2 separate regions of the Anser cygnoides genome follow, and region 2 is linked to region 1. The links are chromatin contacts, called in public Hi-C maps. All regions are on one chromosome and are shown on one strand. Each heading gives the region's core, a stretch centred on a gene start, on an enhancer-like site or on the middle of the called end of the contact. The rest is flanking DNA. Distances are from core to core; before and after follow the strand shown. Region 1 holds the start of TMEM164 (transmembrane protein 164). Region 2 overlaps AMMECR1 (AMMECR nuclear protein 1).

Evidence for each region. A called contact is a pair of places that touch in the nucleus more often than the background predicts.
Region 2: a contact with region 1 is called in a Hi-C map of liver, with 3 times the contacts expected there. The contact joins the enhancer-like site here to the promoter of TMEM164 in region 1. A contact is called at or near these places in 3 of 7 Hi-C or Micro-C datasets (granulosa cells and liver).

The regions. Positions count from the first base shown.
Region 1 is chr13:3,485,617-3,492,244 of Taihu_goose_T2T_genome, reverse strand. It overlaps TMEM164 (transmembrane protein 164), which reads right to left and starts at 4,272. Exons shown (of 7, transcript XM_048070640.2): 1 at 4,086-4,272; 2 at 3,357-3,877. The coding sequence starts at 3,821.
Region 2 is chr13:3,623,602-3,630,229 of Taihu_goose_T2T_genome, reverse strand. All of the region lies in intron 1 of AMMECR1 (AMMECR nuclear protein 1), which reads left to right. Among named protein-coding and RNA genes, the nearest start is that of AMMECR1, 18 kb to the left of the region's middle. Within about 2 kb of position 3,074, at least 1 of the 3 cell types and tissues checked has open chromatin away from gene starts, as enhancers often do. A contact at or near this core is called in liver, where this site is marked.

The sequences.
Region 1 (6,628 bases), core at 3,023-5,522:
AGGATGCAAATAATGCTGATAAGGCACTGATGTTTTAGTTGTTACAGAGCAGTGCTTACACTAACTCAAGGGCTTTTCAGCTCCTCATGCCACCCTGCCAGCGAAGGGCTGGGGGTGCACCAGGCGCTCGGAGGGGGCATGGCCAGAACAGCCGGCCCAGGCTGGCCACTGGGATGTCCCACAGCACGGGGTGTCGTGCTGAGCAAGTAATGAACAAGCAACAGTCTCCTGTACAAAACATTTTAAAAGACCCATAATGTAATTTGCTATTGGATCAATCCCCCTCTTACACTGCAGAAAGATTTCCTTCACATCTTCAGTTTCAACAGAGTACTTATGGGTCCTAAAATACTAAAAATGATTAATGTCTTGAAAATATAACACTTGGTCTGCTAAACACATGCTGAATTTTTTCCTGCTGTGCAAGGGAAAATAAGTTAGCAACACTTTAGTGGACTTAAAAGAAAAAAGAAAAGAAAGAAAGATACCCCTTAGGCCAAGTTTACAGCAGTATCATTGGTCCAGTCATATATACTCACTTCTAAAATGAGAGTGTTTTCTGTGCTTACAGAGGTATTCAAATAATTTTCAGTAAGACTGTTGTTTATACAAAGAACTTAGTATCACCTCCTTCGTAGGCTTCCCCCTTGTTGCACTAACTAATATTGTACTGCAGAAAAACACCCACAACCCCATGGCATACCTGTCAAAGAAGCCACAGAATTTTCCGTTTCGCCTTTGGTTGAATATATATATATTTATTTATTTCTCAATGATGGTATACTTCACTGGTGAAGAAACAATATTGCCCTTCCTCCTCCAAAAGCTAAGCAAGAAACCAAAACCAAGGCTGGAAGTGAACAGCAGTGTTTCTAAGATTATTCAACTACGTGGCAGGACAGCAACAATTTCTCTGAACCTATTAACCACAAGAACCGCTTAGGCAGTTAAATATGTTCACTCAACGAACACTTCATCCTCGCGATGACACATCTAAACTAGATCTTCCTGCTTATGAGAAAGATCTGATTTGAACACAGGTTGGTGTGATAGGCAGAAACGAGACATCTGATCAAAACAGACTCAGAGTAGCCATTACAGTGTGAAGTTCTGTCTGCTCAAATGCATCAACGGTATAATTCCCATTTTATTTTGTGATTTCATTTCAGGCTTAGGTCTTTCAAAAGCAGGACTTATGCTTTTATGCAGATAAAGTCTGAAGGACAATTTCCAGTTCCAAATATTTTTGGCTCAGAGCCCAGGGCCTTTGTTGCTCTGAGGTGAAATAGCCTCACGTGAAGAAAAGGAAAACAGGAACTGAATGAGAGAAGAGACCTTTACAAACAGCTACTGTTGACTTCCCTTTGAAGGGATCTCAAATGTTAGGACGTGCTTCACCTCTTCACCTCCTATCTTGTTCATCCTAATGTTTCAGCCCTGCAGCAGGATAACGTACAAGCTACTGTAAGAACAGAAGTGAAGGATAAGTTACATTTTCATGTATTTCGCCTTGCCAATCAGGTGCCATCAGCAAGCTCAGGCCAGATGAACTCTTTCAAGATTCCACCAACTATACATTATTTTTCTGCCGACGGAGGTCTTCAACTATCTTTGCATCTAACCTGTTTTCTCTGCTGAAAGTTGTTGGTTTTGCTATGATTTTCATTCTCTACTTTAAGCCCAGGACTATTTGTAACACAACTGAGAATGAAGAGGCATGACTTCTGAATTTCACTGACATACCCATCTTCTCAATTGCACAAAATACTGTAACACCTTTTCTAATGAGCAATTACCACAGGATTATAGAAAAGGCTCCACAAGTGGTCTGAAAGAAATAAAGAATAATTGTCTACGCCTGACTATAGACATTGGGTCTCTGTCTTCCTGGGGGAGACCATTAATAAACAAGCTAAACAACAGTACCTTGCAGATTTGTCTGGGCACTAGTATTTGCTGGATAGTTATAACAAGTGCCATATTACTATCACAACACAACATTATAATACCACATCAAGGCAACTAAGCATTCAAGTCATAGAAGTAACCTATCCTCACCTTCTTCCCAGAGGATTAATAGGAAAAATGTCCAGTAAATAGTGTTACAGAGCAATGAAATGCAGCCATATTGGTTTATTTTGTAATTATTTCTACAGCTCTTCTACCTCCTGCTTTCCCCCTCCTTACCAATATTGACTAATCGATTGCACAGCAATTGTTACCACTTTATGGAAAGCATTTCTACTGGTGTAAAATACTGACCTAACATTGCATCACAGCTTAGGAATTTACATAACCTCCTAATTAAGTTCTGGAACAGTAACTTAATTGTTGTAGATGTCCTGAAAAGTGCTGTAAAAGCCTCTTTTTTCCCCTCTTGAAACAACACCTATCTCCCTCAGACCTCTGGTACTAGCAGTTAGCCTTCTGCAAAGGGAGACTAAGAATGCTATTGGTCTGATTTTCATTTGTTATTGCTGTTAGACAAACATTTATCATGGCAGCTTTTGTGAAAGATTTTTGACAATCTCCTATGAGTTGTTGAGCTTAAATTTTGTAAGTTGTCCAGTGTTGATGGTAGTGTGTTAGCAAAATTAAACAAAATGATTATTTTTGACATCCCACACTCCTTAACCTCACTGAGCTAAGTACACACACAGAACTACTGACAAATACAGTTTGTAAGATTTAGATATCACAGCTCAGTAACTGTTTATGAATGTTTCCATTATTTTCACAGCTACACAAACTTTATATTATCACGCATCACCAACTATGCCACAAGTTGTTAAAATACATGGTTTATCCACAGATATTAAGCCAGCTCAGTTCATTCACCCATACATAAGGTGTTGGTTCCTTACTACGCAGCTTTTAAAATAAGAAAGGCAAACCAAAATTACCAGCACAAAATAAAAAGCACTTTGCTTCTTTAACAACTTCACAAAATACATTCACACCCCTGCATGTCACTTGCTTGAAGAAGCTGTTTGTGAATTACATGGGCCCTTTTGCAATAATCTTGTTTTTACTACATTTGGTGCTAGTTTTCCCACTGCAGTTAGTGGAAAAAGCTTTTTCTATTCTTGAAACAAGGGCGAGGTGAAGATGAGAAAGCCTTTTCAACCACAGAAGTAGGCATTAGTACTAGCTACAATTTCACCTTTTTGTTTGACTTTGTTTTTTCCACAGATTTTAGTTCAGCCAATTAAATGCAAAGTTCTAAAGCGTTTACACCAATTATTGTCATTTGTACCTTTGCTCCACACTTTTGGTCCACAAACTGACTGGAAAAAACTCTGCTTTGTGAGTACAAAACCGAAGCAGACTTCCTGGTGACCGTGCACAAGCCTTACCTGCATCACGGTGACCACATGGCAGGGATTCAGCAGGTAAATGACGGTCCTGGTGGCAAACTTGAAGCCCACCTCCAGCCCGAAGATGAGACAGAGGGCCACCAGCAGCAGATTCTTGCCCAAGCTCTCCTGTTTCGCCTGGGGCTGCTGCAGCAGCTGAGCCTCCAGCTCCTTGCAGTGCAGCTGCCTGAGCTTCCACAGGGACAGCAGGATCTCCGCGACACCCATGCTGAGGAAGACGAGGCTCTCCAGAAAGCGCTGCTGCCCTGAGAGGAAGGCCGCGCACTCCGGCCCTCCGTTGCCAGCAAAGCTGGGGTCCACGCCCCCGTACATCCAGTCCAGGAGGTTGTGCAGGCTGTACCGGGACATGGTGGGCCGGCGCCCGCTCTCCTCCCCGTCACTGCCCGGGTGCAGGTAGGAGCAAGTCGGAATCAAAGCCGAAATGCTGTCGGGCTGACGGAACATGAAACGCGAGGACGTCCCGCCTTCCTTTTCAAGCCTTTCCTTTCTCCGCCGGCAGCCTGCAAAGGGAGGTGGCACTCACAGGAGGCGGCGAAATCCGGGGGGGCCGCGGGCCCCCGGCTCTCCTCAGGCCGCCGCCCGGTGCCCGCCGCCCCCCCGCCCGCTCGCCTCACGCGCCGCAGCCCCAACGGCCGCCACCCGCGGCCCTTCCCGCCCAGCGGCGCCCGGCGCCCTGAGGGGGCGGCCCGGTGCCTCAGAGCCCGGTACCTCAGAGCCCGGCGCTTCAGAGCCCGGCGGCGGCTCCGTTACCCAGCTCGGCCCGCAAGAGGCGGGCCCAGCTCCCCTGTTCCGCGGGGCCGGGAAGGAGGAAGCGCTCCTCTCAGCGGCGGCGGGGCATGCCTGCCTGCCGCCGCCCTCCGCAGCGCCGCAGCATCCCCTCCCTCCCCGCCCCACACACACACAACGTGCCCGAGGCGCCCCGAAAAATGGACGAGCCGCACGGGTGGCTCCTCTGCTCCTCCTCCTCAGCCCGCTCGGCCCCGCCGCCAGCCCTCGCTGCTGCTGTGTTTTGTGGGCCGGGGGGCTGTGGAAGGACCGCTTGCCGAGGCTGTTCTGAGGGCTGCTACGCTGCTCCGCCACCCCACCACACGTTTTGAAGCAGTTCCAAATAAATACGTGCTTGTGGACTCCTGAATTTCTGCACTAGCTGCGATTTGTCTGGCGTGTAGGCAAATGTTCCACGTTCTTGCCAAAATTTCATTATTGGAACATGGTGATGTGAAAGTGAAATTCGCAAGTGAAGGAAGTGGTGTTTGAGAGCAGGAAAACCCATTAGCGCTGCTCTGTTAGAGATGCATTTTCTCCATTCCCTATCTCAGTAATCCTGGTTTCCTGCTGCTCCCCACACGACTACCTCCCCCAGACCCCTCCTTGTGCCTCCAGGACCCCTTGTTATGCCTCCAAGACCCCTCATTCTGCCTCCAAGACCCCTCCTAATGCCTCCCAGTGCCAACCAGCACCAGAGGCCCCAGAAGCCCAAAGGAATGCCCCAACAATGCCCTGCAGCCCACGGTGCCTTCCTGTTTGCAGGCACTCTCTAGCTTTTCCATCAGCGCATACGCTGAGGGCAAGAGCATCTTCTGTCCCTGTGTGTTTTGAGAGCTGCTGGCAGCTCAAGACTACCACACCAGCTCAGACCAGTTTGAAACTAAAAGCTTGCCTATGGACCTGTCACCACCAGCCCATCAAAACAGATTTATGCTGTGCTCGTGTTCTCATATTTTTTCGCTTAGTCACCTATCTAAGTCTCTTGCACGCGCCCAGTTATGAGGAAAAGGACTGGTAGTGTGACTCCATAAGATTCATTTCCTGGTGAACAGAATCTAATAACACCTGACAATGTATTGCTATTCTAATTACAGGCCTTCTTCACTTTACAAAAAAGGAGTTCAGGAAATGAGAAATCCCAGAAACAGACCACAAGCACTGCAAGGTGACAGACAGAATGAAACTCAGAGGCAAGTTACAAAGCTGTCTGCAATTGTAGCAGCAGTGGTTGTCCTATGGCACAGGGCTGGGGAGACGGACCTGTGCCAGGTTGCTCATGAGCAGACAATCCAACTGGTAGACTCCAGGAGAGAAAATACTCTGTGCTTACCTTTACAAGCAGTATTCCTGTATTTTACAAACAGGGGAAGAAAAAAATGCCAAACTAGTGATGTTAGTGCTGAGCTGCTTCTGTGGGTATCCTACAATTGTTGAACAGAAACTGTAATAAAGGTTGCGATATATTTTGGGGAAAGAACATAAGTATGTATCTAATACATAATACTTTCTCTATGTGTTTATATTATGTGTACTCTATTAAAGACATAAAATAATGAAAGAAAGCAAATTATAATCATAGTAAATAAGAACTAGATGAAACATATGCAAGTGTTCTGGACTGATCCATTCAGTTATTGATTTCCCAGTTCATTTACCATAATTTAGATGAGGTCAGTAGTATCACTGTGTTAAAATCCTAGAAAAAGCTCTTACAGAATAGCTTAGATCTTAATCTTAGCTTTGAGTTAATGAGGAACCTATTAGAACAAGAAAGTGAAACTGCAAGGGACTAGTATAGCCTCTTTCAAAATTGAATAGGTGAAAATTTAACAGCAGGGCCAAAATAACAGGTTTTACAACAAGCATAAGGCTAATTTTTTATAAAATCTTTGCAAGATGAGTTTGTCCCTGTATGGATTACTTCTACCTGAATATGCTGAAACATTAGTTTTGTTTTCAGTTAATATATGTAGTCAGCAAGGCACTTGCAAAATATTACCTGGAGAACTGTATTAAAAGGTCTATACAAAACTGGCAGGATAGCAAGCAATGGTTCATTGTTGAAAGGAAAGACACATTGGTGGGTTCCCAGCATGTGTCCTCAGTCAGGTTCTGCTTGGTATTTTTATTAACAATGCAGGTAAAGGAATAGAGAACATACTCATCAATTTTGCAGGTGACTCAAAGCTGAGGGGAAGAGAAATCAATTTCAAAATATTCTTGATAACTCAGAAACATTTTTTTAAAACAACAACAAAGAAATCCAGTAAGAATGAGATGCATCATAGTTCAGTAATAATATTCATATAAGCCAGCTGCTGTGAACCACTGCCTTTCCCTTCCCCATGCTACTCATTTTCCCTCTCATTCTCTTATGCTAGCATAATCTCTTCTGGGGTGATGTGGTTGACTGTATGAGGAAACTGGTTAACATTACAACTCTAATCCAGAAACAGCTGGAACCTGGAGCACCTCCCTTCTCC
Region 2 (6,628 bases), core at 1,825-4,324, 140 kb before region 1:
AACAAGTAACTACCTTTCCAAAAGATGTTAAATGTTTTAAAATGGAAACTTTGAAAGTTTCATCACAAATGAATTCATAATGCACTGGTTTTGAACAAAACCAAAACCCAACAAACCTCCAAACTTCTTCTCTTTCAAGGAAAAGAAATGTGTATGTAGGATAGTTAGCATGAATAGCTATTGTTATCTCCTTTGTCTTGGAAACTGTGCATGTATGAATACGACAGTTCACATACCCCTTCCTTCATACACAGAAGATAGAACAGGTTTCCTGCATTGTCCTCAGGAGGCCTTTAAGACTTGAAACTCTGCATTAAGGCAATAACTGTAATCAAACCACATGCTTCAGTCAGTAATTCACAGGACTCAGGAAACAGTTTCCCTGATGCACAATTTCTTTTTATCTATTGGGTTTAATTATGGGCATTTTTCTTTTTCATCTGAAGCATCTGCTTGGCCCAAGCTGTCTGTACCAGATAAAGTCAGAAGTTCAAACGAATACTGACAATAGACCTTTAAAATTAAAAGCAATGTAATTCAGCAATGTATAAATCATACTCCTCCACTGGCAGCTTTGCAACTGTTAAAGCACAGCTGGCGATTCTTGTTCCAATACAGAAATAAATCATTCAATCTTCATTTAATGGTTTCTCAAATAATTCCACAAACTTTGTGTAGCCCAAACAGCTTTTCTGATATTTTTCCCTAGTAGTGAAAGCTATACAAATAGTACTGAAAAAAAAGTACTACTATGTTAGAGAATTCAGTTTTGGCTAATATATTTGTAGTCCTTGTGCCCCCTTTCATGACTCCACAGCAGGGCCCTAAGACCACAATCCTCTGACCCTTGACTCTGTGCACCCTTCCTACCCTGCAATTTTTGTGTTTACAGCCCTTTTTCTTAAGCACACAGCCTAGGTTGGTCACAGAGATCACTCACCTCATGATGGACTGCAGCTTCAGGCCACTGCATACCTCTGAGTGAAGTACAAATAGATCACATTTGATATGGCTGCTTTACTTCATGATGTAGGTATGACCACACAGTTCATGGTAACATAGCTGTGTTAGGGCTTGGGCTGCTGCTAGGGAGACGGGAACGTGGGAAAACATGGTAACATGGGTAATGTGACTTTAGTATCTATATGTGCGCAAGGTCTTTCACACATTTCCTTACCTCTGTACTGGGATGAGTCTTTCCTTACCTCTGTACTGGGATGACATGAGTCACGTACAGCATTACTTCCCTATTCCTTGCAAAAAAACGAGTTTTTTGACCTTTGGGGTCAAAATTCATACAAAAAACCCAAATCTTCTTTACTCCACCTACAAAAAGACTATCAAGATGACATGTACGATTTGGCAGGCAAGAATCCTGCATCTCTTTAGTGTCCATGGCTCTTAAAACACCCTTCATTTAAACTATTTCTGATCCCTTTTCTGTTTATGCCCTTGGTAGAGGTAGTTCAAAGAAAGCACTTGCCTTATCCCCTTCTTTTCGGCAAGTTCTCTGTGTTGTCCTCTGAACTCTTGTTCTCAGCATCTCTTACTTCCCTCTCTGCCTGGCAGACAAGGTAAACTTTAGGGACCCTTGTGCTCTTAGAGTCACCACAGGGCAAGGGTTACAATTCGTACAAGAGCTGTCTCTTCCCAGGCTGTCAGCAATATGCTAATATGGCGGCCTGGCAAGTATTTGAGAACATCACTTCTAGCAAAATAACTGTCCTGAGTAGTATTTGTCATATACACAGCTGCCTATCCCACAAAAAAAAAAAAAAAAAAAAAAAAAAGAAAAGAAAAAAGAGCCCTGCAAAATTCAAGTCTAATAAATTTTCAAACAAGATGCCCATAGGAACTTAGGACATGAGTACATGTCAGTAGCCATGTGCACTGAAATCCTCTTCATACGCATACCCAGCATAATGCTTTCATGCACCATATATCTAATCCGTAGCCTCTGCTTCGGAAGTAAGAACCCACTATAAATTTCAGAATTAATTCAAACATTAAACAGAATATAGGTCTTCATTACTTTGGTTAACGAGCAGTTAAAGAATGTGGCAAATGACCAAATCATCAGCCTGCCATTCAGTTTCAGCTATATGCTGTGCTACCATTTCATTTCAGGTTTTTCAAAGCCCTGCAGCTGAACTACAGCCGGGTATTTAATGCAGAATTATATCTTTTGGGGGAATGTGTTATTTTTAAATGCTTAATAATTATGAATTCATTTGCCATTCTTTTTATAAGCAGGAGATCATAATGAACTCATCTGTTATTCATGTGAATGTCAAATGCGTTCCCACAGGAGTTTTATTCTAATTCACTATTAGTTAGTGGACTCATAAAATAAAACGCTATCCATTTTCCACTCTGAATATCTAACACTTGGTAATTGTTCATCAAAGGGCAAATGCAATATTTTTCTTTGATAACTTTCAGTTCTGATTTAACCAGGTAAAAAAATGGGTTTAAAGTAAACGTACCTTTAGAAGCAGTTAAAAGTACATTTGGTACACTGTGAATCTGTCATTTTAGATGCAGCGCGTGAGATCACGAGCTAGTATTTAAAAATGTAGATGTATTGTACTATAAGCATACACTCTTGAACTATAGGCATTTAACATAAAAAGACAAGCTACATAATAAATCACACTCTACCCCAATATATAATGCCTAATGATAGCTCAATGAAAGGCACACTTTCAGTATTCATGAGATGATCACAATTTTCATGCATCTGTTCTATTGTAGTTAAAAGGTGTAAAAGTGGAATAGTGTAAAGGTGGAATACTTACAGGTCACTGTGGGATTTGAATGTGATGACACTGGGCAGTGGGACTTTGACCTGTGAAAACAAACACAAACTTAGCAATAGAAAAACAGAGAGAAATCAGACTTTGATTATTTTTCAGAGTTAAATAGGTGTTTTTTTAAAGATTTTTTTTTCTAAGCCCCTAATTTAAAGTGAATGTTAGCTGTACAGATCTAGCCCATGAAGTAATACCCCTGAAATATTTCAGCAACTGTTCCTTAGATCACTTCCTACGCTAGACTTCCCCTCATTTTATTGCAGTATGTCACAATGACTCTTCCAATACTGAAATGCGATATAGAAATGTTAACCAAAATGAGTAAACTATTAGAAAGATGTATTTCAAACAGGATAGCAACAGCTATAGAAGCCCAGTTTTAACTGGAACACTAGACAAGTATATTTCAATGTTGACATTAAAATCAAAATTCACAGGCAGATGAGTGCTTTTTTTTCAGTTGAAGTAACATAAGGATAGGTTTGTAGTGTTAATGACTGTCTCAATCACTTCTTCTGCATGGAAATGGTCATTTCCTCAAATCAAATGCTCAGTGCTTATATAAAAATGTTACCTCTGTGCAATCTCTGGCAGTCAGTAGGTGATTAGAATTTGAAGCATAAAGAAACTACTGAGAACAGGCATGCAAACCAAGTTTGGTGTGTTTGTACGTGGGTATCCATATAGATACCGTTTTCCTTGAGTCCAGAGTATAGCTCAAGAGACCTGGGAACAGACAGGTCAACAGAACATCAATTTACAGCAAGAACCTACAGGTTTAAAAGGCCTGGTGTGGAACTCATTGTTCTGTAACAATAAAATTCTATTGACTTCATTGGACTAATTTGATTTGTACATATCTGAAAGGAGAACTGACATTTGCAATAGAAAGTACATCAGAAAACGTTACGATGGAGAACATGAATGCTACAGAAAGGAAGCAACAAAATTATGAATAAGGCTGCAGTTCTGTGAGAGACTGGGTGCTACCAATTCTCGGATTAAACTTTATTCAGAAGCTTGAGGCTTACTAGTCTCCTCCAAAGCCTTAAGGAAGTAATGAAGAATTAATAGCTGGATGCAGTGCATGTGAGTTGTTTGGCTTTTGCTACTGCACCAAAAAAAAAAAAATCTGCAGGACTGAATACTTGAAAGCAGACAGGGGTGAGGGTGAGAGGTGACTCCCGAGGCACCAGAAGAATCAGCTTTATGGGGCTGCACTGACCAATTGCCAATGATGAAAGTGATGACTGCAACGAGAAAGGTTTTGCCAGAGCCTCACTGGCTTTTTGCCACAAGAGTTAACATCTGCTGCTAATTAGTGTTCTATATGGATATCTAGGCTCTTTTAAGACGATGAATTTAGCGCTTTCTAGCAGTTAGAGGTTTATAGCACCAAAGTACCATCGCCTTTATGACAAACACTGGCATTTGTCAGTTTGAACCGTACTGGGAACATTTTTTTCTTTGCACAGAAAAAGATAAATGCACCAGAATGACAAAAAATGGTGATTTTATAAAACCAGTCACAGAAAGGAGGACTGACGTGACATTCAAGTTGACATGTACAGATCGGAAGCACTGGAAGGCAGGAGGTTAAGTAATTTAGGCATTGAATATAAAGGATGGTAATACATCTAGAGAAATAGGAAAAAATGACATTCAATAAATAGTACGTTACAATAATACTGTAGAAGGAAACACTTATGACTGACGTGCATATTTTTCTAAAATGCAATAGTCTACTGCAGCTAATGAACATTCTCTTAAAACAATAGCTAAAAGATTTTGTGAGGCATGACTAGAATTGTCTGATATAAAGTGACTAGTGAAGCCCCATCTGGGACAGTGGAAGCAGTTCTTGACCATCTTAAGATCAAAAAGTTCCTTTATTGAAGTGAGAATAGTAAAGGGCAAGCAGAAAGATTCACTGACTTTTGGTATTTACAAAGATTAAAGAAAAAAGTTCTTTAGTCTTTGGAGAACAGCATATCTCACTTCTCCGAAAGGAACAGAGAGCTGGCAGCTTCAATGCTATCTCAGCAGTCTAGAATACCAGAGCAAGGGAGCATGAACCTAAGTTAAGAACTGGCCATTAGAGGAATGTAGGTGAAATTCCTTCACACCAGAAGCTAGATAATACATGCAAAAAGATAGCAAAAGCAGCTGTCAGAGTAAATTAAAACACTTCACAAGAAAATTAAGTAACATCTGAAAAGGAAGCTCAAGTAGTCTTAAATCAAAAGGGAGACCAAATTTAATGCTTGTTAGCTTCCTTACACGGGAGCAATTTCTGTCATCTGAATCAACTAACACTGTTAACAAATAATTAACGTTGCTAACATTCCCCTCTTTTCTGAAATTTCTGCTCCTTGCATTAACTAAACTTTTATGTAAGTTTCATTTCAGTGTTTTTAGATGAGATGTGAAATCAACTACCGACCACCTGGGGTGGTTAGAGGTCTAGTACAACTCTTAGAAATGAATGGAAATGTAACTGTGGTGTTCTGATCAGATATAATTCTCAGCAATTACATTCTATCCTCCTAAACTATTCATTTGGAAATGAATGATAACTTGCTTTCCTTATACACCTCAACTGTTGTGTCTGATTAGATTGTGGTGAGGTTTCAATAGGGGTGGCTGTATGACTGCATTGGATAAACAGATACCTACGGATTGTTCTAAATTTACTAATTTTAAACTTTTAAAACAAGCACTTTGCACTCTTCATAAAAGCGAAATGCTGTTAATACATATGCTTGCTCTACAGCAGTGGAAAACATTTTGTGAAGGAGACTAACTACAAACAGCCATGTCAAAAAATATGTCCTAAGGCTTATTATTAATGTATCAGCTAGCATAAATCACTGAAGCTCCACTGACCTCAACGGAACCATGGTGAATTTCCAGTGAGAATACAGCTATGTAAGCTACATATTCTTTTATCACTGTACAATGGAAAAATACATTCAAAGAGGATAGGACATTGCATTGACGTAGTATTTGAGGAAGAACGCAGCTTCACAAAATTAAGTGAAAAGAATTCCATGGAAAAGCTACTACCAGTCTCACCTTATTGCAAGTGCTTTGATATTTAGGTTTTTAATTAAATAACTTTCTTGACTCCATTGACACTTTTAACATTTAACGTTTCTGTCTCTAGTTAGAGGACTGTCCAATCCTAGATATATAGAGAAATCACACTTGGAAATTTTTTTGCAAGTCCATGCCCAGTTTTGTAGTGTAAGCTCCATGCACAGATGGTTTAACAGGACCAAACCCTAAATTTGCGTAAGAGTGCAAAATGCTTGTAAAACAATGTTAATTTTAAAATAACAGACTAGATTCACAGGGTGGTGATATTGTAACATAGCTCAAAATATGAAACAGGGCCAGGATTCCAGTAACACAACATGTGAAGACCTTTTGTCTGCTGGCTGGTATCACATCCTGAAATGAATTTCTGTACAAGATTTTTTAGGAGAGACTTCAATAGGGGCTTAATATATGGAACAATAGCAGGATATGGCCTCTAACTGGTAAGAACAATTACTGTTCTCAGGCATGTGCAAGTTAACTTTATTGGATTTTGTGCACACTTTCTGGCCTAGATTCAGAGCTGCATCTAATTTCTCATGGGCACAGCTGAGACAGTGAGCCTACTGAAGAACAGCGACTATTCTGTCTGAGCAGAATATACCGAGGAAAACTCATATGAGCCTCAAGAGTGTGATAGACCAGTTTGGGAATAATGTGAGAAAGCCAACCAGGCAAAACCACTTTCTTCCTAGCTACACTCATAATGCCTCGGA